Regions from separate parts of the Sus scrofa genome. Here region 2 is linked to region 1. The links are chromatin contacts, called in public Hi-C maps. All regions are on one chromosome and are shown on one strand. The core of a region is the stretch at or near the end of the contact, and the rest is flanking DNA. Distances in the headings are between cores, read along the strand shown. Region 1 has its middle 13 kb from the start of CALM1. Region 2 overlaps TTC7B (tetratricopeptide repeat protein 7B).

What was found. A called contact is a pair of places that touch in the nucleus more often than the background predicts.
Region 2: a contact with region 1 is called in a Hi-C map of liver, with 3 times the contacts expected there. The contact joins two enhancer-like sites. A contact is called at or near these places in 1 of 5 promoter capture datasets (fetal skeletal muscle), 1 of 47 Hi-C or Micro-C datasets (liver) and 2 of 2 datasets of contacts at active chromatin or transcription factors (alveolar macrophages and skeletal muscle).

The regions. Positions count from the first base shown.
Region 1 is chr7:112,145,304-112,149,404 of Sscrofa11.1, reverse strand. No RefSeq gene overlaps it. Among named protein-coding and RNA genes, the nearest start is that of CALM1, 13 kb to the left of the region's middle. Within about 2 kb of position 2,049, at least 83 of the 83 cell types and tissues checked have an H3K27ac peak or open chromatin away from gene starts, as enhancers often do. A contact at or near this core is called in liver, where this site is marked.
Region 2 is chr7:112,335,806-112,339,906 of Sscrofa11.1, reverse strand. TTC7B (tetratricopeptide repeat protein 7B) reads left to right here. Exons shown (of 20, transcript XM_021099609.1): 16 at 1-40. Among named protein-coding and RNA genes, the nearest start is that of CALM1, 180 kb to the right of the region's middle. Within about 2 kb of position 2,451, at least 11 of the 83 cell types and tissues checked have an H3K27ac peak or open chromatin away from gene starts, as enhancers often do. A contact at or near this core is called in liver, where this site is marked.

The DNA.
Region 1 (4,101 bases), core at 800-3,299:
AGGGATCCAGCGTTGCCATGAGTTGTGGTGTAGGTCACAGACGCGGCTCAGATCCCATGTTGCTGTGGCTGTGGCGTAGGCCGGTGGCTATAGCTCCGATTAGACCCCTAGCCTGGAACCTCCATATGCTGTGGGTGTAGCCCTAGAAAAGACAAAAAAATAAAAAATAAAAAAAATTAAGAATATAAATTCAATAGGCCCTGTCCTTAGTGAGCTAATTTGCTGACCACCAAAAAGTAGCAGCTTTGATAGGTACTAAGAATATTTTGTGGCACACTGATTCACATTTAGATAAATCTACAAGAACAATGTAAATCAGCTATAATGGAAAAAATGAAAATCATTATAAAAATAGATGAATCTACAGTAAACCTAACTTCTTGGTAAATGGGGTCTCTCCCTCCAGAAATATTCTGAAGATTGAGCATGAAAATAAAAGTGTCTTAAAAGGCTTAAAGCACACCAGCCTAAATATAATGTCACAGTGAAATTATGGTCTAACTTCTTCATAGAAGAATCAGGTATTAGCGCTGGAACAGATCTGGAAGTCCTCTAATCCAATCCTCTCATTCCACAGAATAGAAAATTGAGGTCTAGAGAACAGAGGAACTTAGCCAAGAATTCCCAATGTCAGTAGTGGCACAGTAAAAGCTCTTATCTCACATTATAATCTGACTTGATACCAAGAAGTCATGGTACATATTTCCTATACCATACCCACTGCAAAAGAAATATGATGTATTATTTCTTTGGGGAGGTATTTTTATGGTGAGTTGCTCATTTGCAAGTTCAGATATTCACTCACTTGGCAAACAGCTTTGGGGATGATTACCAGCCACCTACAGAAAGAAGACCACAGCTTTTCTCCTTTTTGAGCTATGCTTTGAGTAAAAGTTTAAGAAGCAGTAATAAACAGCAACTGGCAACTATAGCCTTAGATCAAAGAACAACCTTTATACAGGTCCAGTGCAGACATCACTACACAGGTTGTAAAACCTCAGGAAAAACCATTAATAGCATAATCTGAGAATCAGGATGTGAATAGACACTAGTTTAATCACAAAAATCATTAGATCATCCAAGCCCCATGGTGCCAAAATCACAGAGAGAGGATAAAATCACATTTAAATAAAATGGCAGTTCTAGAAATCCACAGGGTTTCATTTTCTTAGCTAGATTCTTGTAGCAGTGAGAATTAACCAACTAACATTTCATCTCTGCTCCTTTTTCTGCAGGACACTGAAAATTACGTTCAGGGAAAACTTAGTTGCTTTAGTTCCTAGACCTTCCTTCAGTTATACAGCAAAGTTCCCCAAATGCTTGAGCCATCTCACAGCATCAGCTCCAGAAGATGGGGTGTTACTAGAGCATAAAAACACTGGCTTGAGACACAGACAACCTAGATTCTATTCTGTGCTCTGCTCCTCAACTGCTATGTGACTGCAGGGGTGTCAACTGATCTTCCCGGGTCTCAGACTGTTCACTGTGTAATGAGGGATCAGAGGTATGCAGACTGTGGTACCAGATCTGGCTCGTTTGACAGGTGATTTTATTAAGCCTTCTCCTCTATCTAGGAGAGCCTATCCTCGGCACCGAAGAATGCCCCCTCGGTTTACTGAGGAGCTAACCGTCGGTTCTCAGGCTACAGTCTGTTAATCTACCCTCGTCCGTCCCATGCCCCCCAGGCCGGCTCCTGGTCCATCCCCTCGGCCCCTTCTATGCAGACACAGCGGAAAACCCGAGCCCGCGGGGACGAGATAAGGAAATCACAGGAGGGAAATGGAAACCGGCCCTTCTGAAACAAAAGTGCCCACGACGGTGCTTTCGGGCGGCCGGGCCTCGGCTCGTAGTAAACAGGAAGGGTCGCCTCGGAGGCAGATCGAGTTGGGGTTTCGAGATAAGGCGAGGTTTTCTTCTTATCGCTCCGGTGGCTGCTATTATCACACAAGGTGCCGCGTAAACGCGAACGCGGCCTCAATGAGCTAGGGGGGAGGGCGAGGGTGGTTTCCGATCGCCCCTCGGAGGGCCACGAGCCTGGCAAAGGGATTTAGGCTTGTTTCTAGGAAAACTCCGTGTCTCGCGACGCTCCAGCGGGAAGAGAACCTGAGCGCCTCTCGCCTAAGCCTTTCAAGTACGCGCGGGCGGGCAGGGCGGGGCGGGGCGCGGCGCGGGCGAGGGCACTACATCTCCCGGCGGAGGAACACAGGCAGTCCTCTTTCACACGCCCCAAACGCGCAGCTCTGGAGCCGGTTGCTTAGTTGGCGCTGCCGAGGCTGCTTTCCTCCTTCAGTTTGACAAGGGCGCTCTGATTGGCCAGCGCGACCCTGCAGTCGTTGGCCGGAAAGAGTCGAGACGCCTGATTGGCCGCTCCGCACCTGCAATGCGTCAAGCCGCGGTGGGCGTGGAGGACCCCGCGTGAATGGCCGTGGCTGGAGGAGGGTCAGCAGGCTGCTTTCGGGAGGGAGCGGCTCCGCCTATGGCCGCCATCTTTACTAGAGGCACCGCGGACGGCTGGGACGCAGGGGGTTTTTCGTGGAGCTTTTGGGGACAGTGGAAATAGGCTCTGCGACAGAAGTTTTGCTGGGGGTTTCTGTTCCCTTTTTCTATGGTGGTGGGTTGTTTCGTTTTTGCTCAGGTCCCAGGGAGGTGGTGGGGTAGGATTCGAGGGCTCGCGGCTCAGGGCAGAGTGGCCACCCAGGAAGGAGGGGGTCTGACAGGAGGTTTAGGCGGCGCTTCCCGAAAACCGCTGGGTCTGCGTTCTGTCGGCGGGCGCAGGGAGGGTGATTTGACTCCTCTCCATTTCTAGAAGCAAAGGGGAGGTTGGCTTCCTGGGCTTTTGCTCGGGCTGGAAGGCAGTTCTGGAAAGCTCCTCCGAATACGTCATGGTTGTTGCTCGCGCTGTGCGCGGTCCCGCCTGCAGGGAATGCGGTTTTTGTTTTTCAGAGCTGTAAATCCCACAACCGCCTAGGGAACTTTCTCGGCTCCGGAGACAGTGGCCTGCAGGGGCCAAGCGGAGCTTGCTAGACAGACATGATAGCAGACGTTGGCTGAAATTATTTTGATCCTGTCAGTTTAGTTGCCATTTTAGGCGACTCGTCGTGTGTTTGGGTGTGGATCCCGCTTTCATCTCCGATGTTCACCCCCCTCTGAGAAGGGGGGGGTCCTCATATTATGTTTTACTGTTCCAAAAGTGATGGTTGTTCAGGGTTACCTTCCGTATATATGAGTGAAAGAAAAAAAAAATATATGTGTTTCCTGGGTGAATTAGAGCTGGGGGAGTGGAAATAAGCCATGGTTGTCTTGTTTTCGGGAGATGATGTCTGATGGTTTTATTTGAGCTGCGTAGGTGCAAATTCGGTGGAGCGTGGCTATCCAAAGGTGAATTCTGGAGCTGCCTTGGTGTGGGTGTTGCTATGGCCACAGGGAGAGGTAGTGAATTATAGGGCCAATAAACCCAGCGCAGCCAGGCCTCTCCCTTGTGTGAAGCCTTAGTAATTGACGACCCGGGTTCGTGTATCCTGGCTTTCGCAGTTCCCTTCCCCGTCCAAGATTCCTGGATTGATCTTTACAGGCACACGTGGGTCTGTACTGACTCTTCTATTGACGAATATGGCAGGTGCAGCCACAGCTTTGTATAGGTTTTCTGATTAGGTGCTGCCATGTGGGAGCGTGGTGTGGTACCATTTACCAGACAATTTTATTTGTAAGTTGTTGCTAGTCTTAGCTAATGGCACTGATTTTGAACATTTAATCACTGTCTCATGCGTTTTCCCGTAGGCAAAGCATCACTTTACCTTAGAGTGCCTCCTGCCTAAAACTAACGCTCCCTTTTACTGTGTCTCAGTATGATGCCAGAGCACTGAGTTCAGGGACGTTGCAAAAGACAATTGCAGCTTTGCATAATCTCCGTATAGCAACAACCACTCGTGCCTCTCTGGAACACCCAGTAATTCAGTGTTCTTTGGCAGCTGCAGTGCTGGGAGTTGGCCACTTTGCTTGCTGCGGTGAGGTAGAGCAAAGGACTAAATCTTCTGGAGCCTTGGTTTCTTCTGTAACATGAAGAGAATTAAATCTGTCTCACAGTCCTTGTGAAGATTGCAG
Region 2 (4,101 bases), core at 1,202-3,701, 190 kb before region 1:
TACAGATTTGGAAATCCTGCTACAACCTAACCAATCCCAGGTAAGAGGCCTGCGGTGCCTGTTGTGCGTGGGTTTTTGCAGGACCTCTGCCTCTCAGTCCATCCCTGATGGGCTCTCAGCAGGTTGAACTCTCCATCCCTCCGCACCCCCAGGAGCCACAGAGAAGAGCAGCGGAGCCTCGTACATTCCATTTCTAAGGGGATTTTCTCCTGGTGTCTGATGAAACCTCCACATCGTGGGTTTCTTATGCTTCTGCTGCCATGGTCGCCCACTAGGCTCAATTCTACTTGGTCTTGATCTGGTTTCTCTCAGCTGGCCTTTTACGTAATTCCTTTGACAAGTCTTATCATCTTTCTCGTGATTTATGGACAGACTAGTCAATTATATAGTCCAGATGGGGTCCTCAGGGGAATATTTTAAAGACCAGCATAAACAGGCCGCATCCTCCTAAGGAGAGTAGAAATTGCTATTGGCATGATAAAGTATAATTGTCAAAAAGCCTAAGTCATGACTCAAACAAATTATAGAAGCCCATATCACAGGTTTTATTTGCCTCATTAACTAATGAGGGAAGCAATAAAATGCTAAGACCCATTCAAAGAAGAATTTGAAAGATAGAAATGCTGAAATGAATTTGCAAATAACTGCTTAACAAATATACCCTACAGAACAATGAAATACATTGTTTCGGTGGAAATTAATTGTATCTTGACCAGAGAAAATTCATAGGTTTTCTACCAGCTCACTCTGCACCCCCTGAGCTGTGAAATGGCTTGGCCAGTGGGAATCAGTCACAGGCACCCACCCTGCAGAGGCAGATAATCTGGGGACGGTCCACTAGTCAGCTCCCAGCATCCGCTGAAAGACACTGCTTTCAGGTCGCAGGCAGTTTCACCCCTGCAAGTGTCTAGATTACTGAGTGTGCCCTGACCCAGGCAGTGATTTAATGAAAAGGGACCTAATGATTCAGGTGAATTCAAACAACTGCTCGTACACACAGAATAATTTTCAAGCTCACAGCCCCCATTCTGCCTCTCAGAGTCAGAGGCATAAAAATGCACAACTCAAATCATAGATGCGCACAAGGTGTGGCCCGCCCAGTCCAGCCCACCAGGAGGCAGGCAGGTGGGCTGGGGGCGGGTCTGCCGGCAGGCGAGGAAAGTGGCCAGGGTTAAGAAAGCAGCAGGGGGCAGGTGGGGTTCCACATGAGATCTTGTTTTACAAAAGATTCTGCGGTTAAAAACGTGTTCAAAACCGGGACCCTGTTAACGACATGGGTCCTTGCGAGCTGCCGTTAGCCGGAGCCAGGACACGGGCCCCGGGGGGCCGTGCAGCTAGAAGAGGGGGAGCCCAGCCAGGGTCTGCTCTTGCAGAGCCTGAGTCACAAGACTCAGGCAAGAGTCCCCTTCCCAACCTGAGCCTGTGGCACACACCAGGCCCGCCTCGCCCATCCTCCCCTTGGTAAAAAGATAATCATGAGATGGGCCTCTTCCCTTTTGTGGGCATGTCCTGGAGATAAAGACCATTTTACTTTCCTAAAAAATTCTGCTTTTCTAAGTCTGTAGGCAGAAACAGAAGACATCCATATTGGAGTTCCCGTGGTGGCTCAGCAGGTTAAGAACCCGACTAGTATCCATGAGGATGCGGGTTCGATCCCTGGCCTCTCTCAGTGGGTTAAGGATCCGGCGTTGCCGTAAGCTGTGATGAAGGTCACAGACACGGTTCGGATCCCACATTGCTGTGGCTGTGGCATTCGACCCCTAGCCTGGGAACTTTCATATGCAGCAGGTAGGGTCCGAAAAAAAAGCCCTATTTATGTCCCCCAAATCCCCCACTCCTGCCAACCAGAAGCAGCAGGAGTTGGAGAAGAGTCACTGCCACAAGCCCAGCTCCAGGTCTTTGCTCTCCGAGCTGCTGGCTTCCTCCAGGAGCACGTTCCTTTGCCTGTACCCCCTCTAGAAACGAGAAAATAGATCCATCAGCTTGCACGTTGCCAAGTTTCCCTCGGCTCTCCACACCTCTCCCACCTCCCCACATTTCCTCCCACTTAGCAACCAAGAATATTGAATGTGAGGAGAAAAAAAAAAAAAAAATAGCAGAATTGGAAAGCTTTTTAAAAATACTTAACCAAATGCCTGGGCTGTGTCCATACTTCCTCCGTTTCCTGAAGGATCCTTCAGGGCCAGAGCAGGGAGGAACCCTGGCTCCAGGCGTGGAGTCTGGATGCGGTGGGGGAGGGGGGCCCAGCCACCCCCAGAGCTGCTCCCTGCAGCTCCTCCAGGAGCCTTGAGTGAGGGGGTGGCCGTCCAGCAGCCCCTTATTAAAGAGCTTCCTGTTTGTTTTTTTAACTTGATTTTCTCCGGGATAAAAATAAATGTTTCTCCTGTAGCCCTCACCATTGTGCAAATTTAGACATCCTCCCCAGTGTGGCCGGGAGGACGTGACCCTGGCAGTGGAAGACGGCGGAGAGGGGGCGGGCTGTGTCCCCACAGGGACAGTGCACTCCTCAGTTCCCCGGAGAGAGTGGCTCTGGGCCCCCAAAACTCGACTTGGGTCACACAGGGTTTGAGAAAAGGACAGGATCACAGGAACAAGTGGGTGAGAAGCATCCCCATTGAAAAAACATAAAACCCGAGCAGAAAGCATCTCGGCAGGAGGTGGTTGGTTTCCAGCTGGAGCAGGTCTGCACCAACTTCCGGGCTCAGGCGCCCTGGTTTCCAAGTGGGCTCAGTTGGGGGAGGGGGCCTCTGCTCACCCTGCCAGGGCTTCCCACTGCTCCCCACCCCCAATGGCCCCCTCGGGGGCTGGCACCGGCCTCGGGAGGGGGACACAGAAGGCATGGGCAGGAATGGGTCCAGACTGAGACTCGGCCTCGCTTCATGTTCTCTGATCCTGTCCCTCGCCTTTACTTTTGCTGGAAGGAGAACCACCCTCTGAGCCAGTGGCCAAACTGAGCCTCAGCCCAGAAAGCGGTCCGCCTGCAGGCTGAGCCAAGAAAGCATCTCCTGCTCTGAGCAAAGGGTGGGTGGCACCCTCCTGAGAGTGCATTTGGCAGGTGTTGGTCACGGCAGAAGCCTGGAGAGATTTCCCCAGGTCTGCAGTTTGGCCTGCATTGAGGGTGGAAGTCCGCCTCTTGCTTAGTCTCCCCTCTTGGGGAAGCGTACAGCTTCCCTCCATCCTTGTATACGTTGACTTGGCTGCTCAAGACAGCGTGACTTCCGGCCAAAGCCTCGCGGGAAGGCCAGCAGCCTCCCTGCACGGAAGCATCTCAGCAACGGACAGTGCCCCTTCAAACCCCAGCCTCAGCCTTCCAAGATAGCTCCAGTTCTTTCCCCTTCCTGGAACATAAAACCGAAGCTCCACGAGGTGAAAGAACTTGCTCTAGGTGTTCTCAGTTAAACGACTAGTAGAGCTGTGGTTCAGACCCAGGTCTGGCTACCATCGAGCCCTCTCTACCACCCAGGCTGCCTCTGAGTTGACAACCCATGTCTTTTTCTTTATTTTAATTTTTTTGTTATTGACCCGTTCTCTCCCTTCTTGTCACTGCCACTTGCACCATCTGCATCCTGTAGCCATATGATTGGAAGAAAAGTTTTCTTCCTCAGTCCATTTTGATCACCTTAACGAAAAGCGTGGAAAGTTTTTTAAAAAGACTCTTTCTTTGCTCTAACCTCAGCTGGAAATTGGAACCCCCTTTTCGTGCTAATAGTCACCAGTATTTGGGTGGTGCTTTCCTCTTTACAAGGTATACTCTCATTCATCTTCAAAGCAGCCCCATAAAATGGGTAAATGTCATGTTATATTAGACCCATTTTACGGATGAGAAAACTGAGTTTAGGAATGTTGGGAACTTGCCTTGACTCTTGCAGTCCAGCCCTAAGATGCCTGAAAGATGCTCTGGTTTCCGATCCAAGGCCCCTCTATTACATTCAGTATTTCTTGTGTACCAGGAACTATCTATCGCAGAGCTGGGAAGGGACAAAACTGTGGCAAGAACTCCAGGGTTCAGACCCAGTTCACCACCAGCTTGGCTCTTGTGTTCCATCTCTGTAGCTATTTTAGAGGATTTCCCAGAGAAGCTTCCAAGTTCCGGTAAACTCT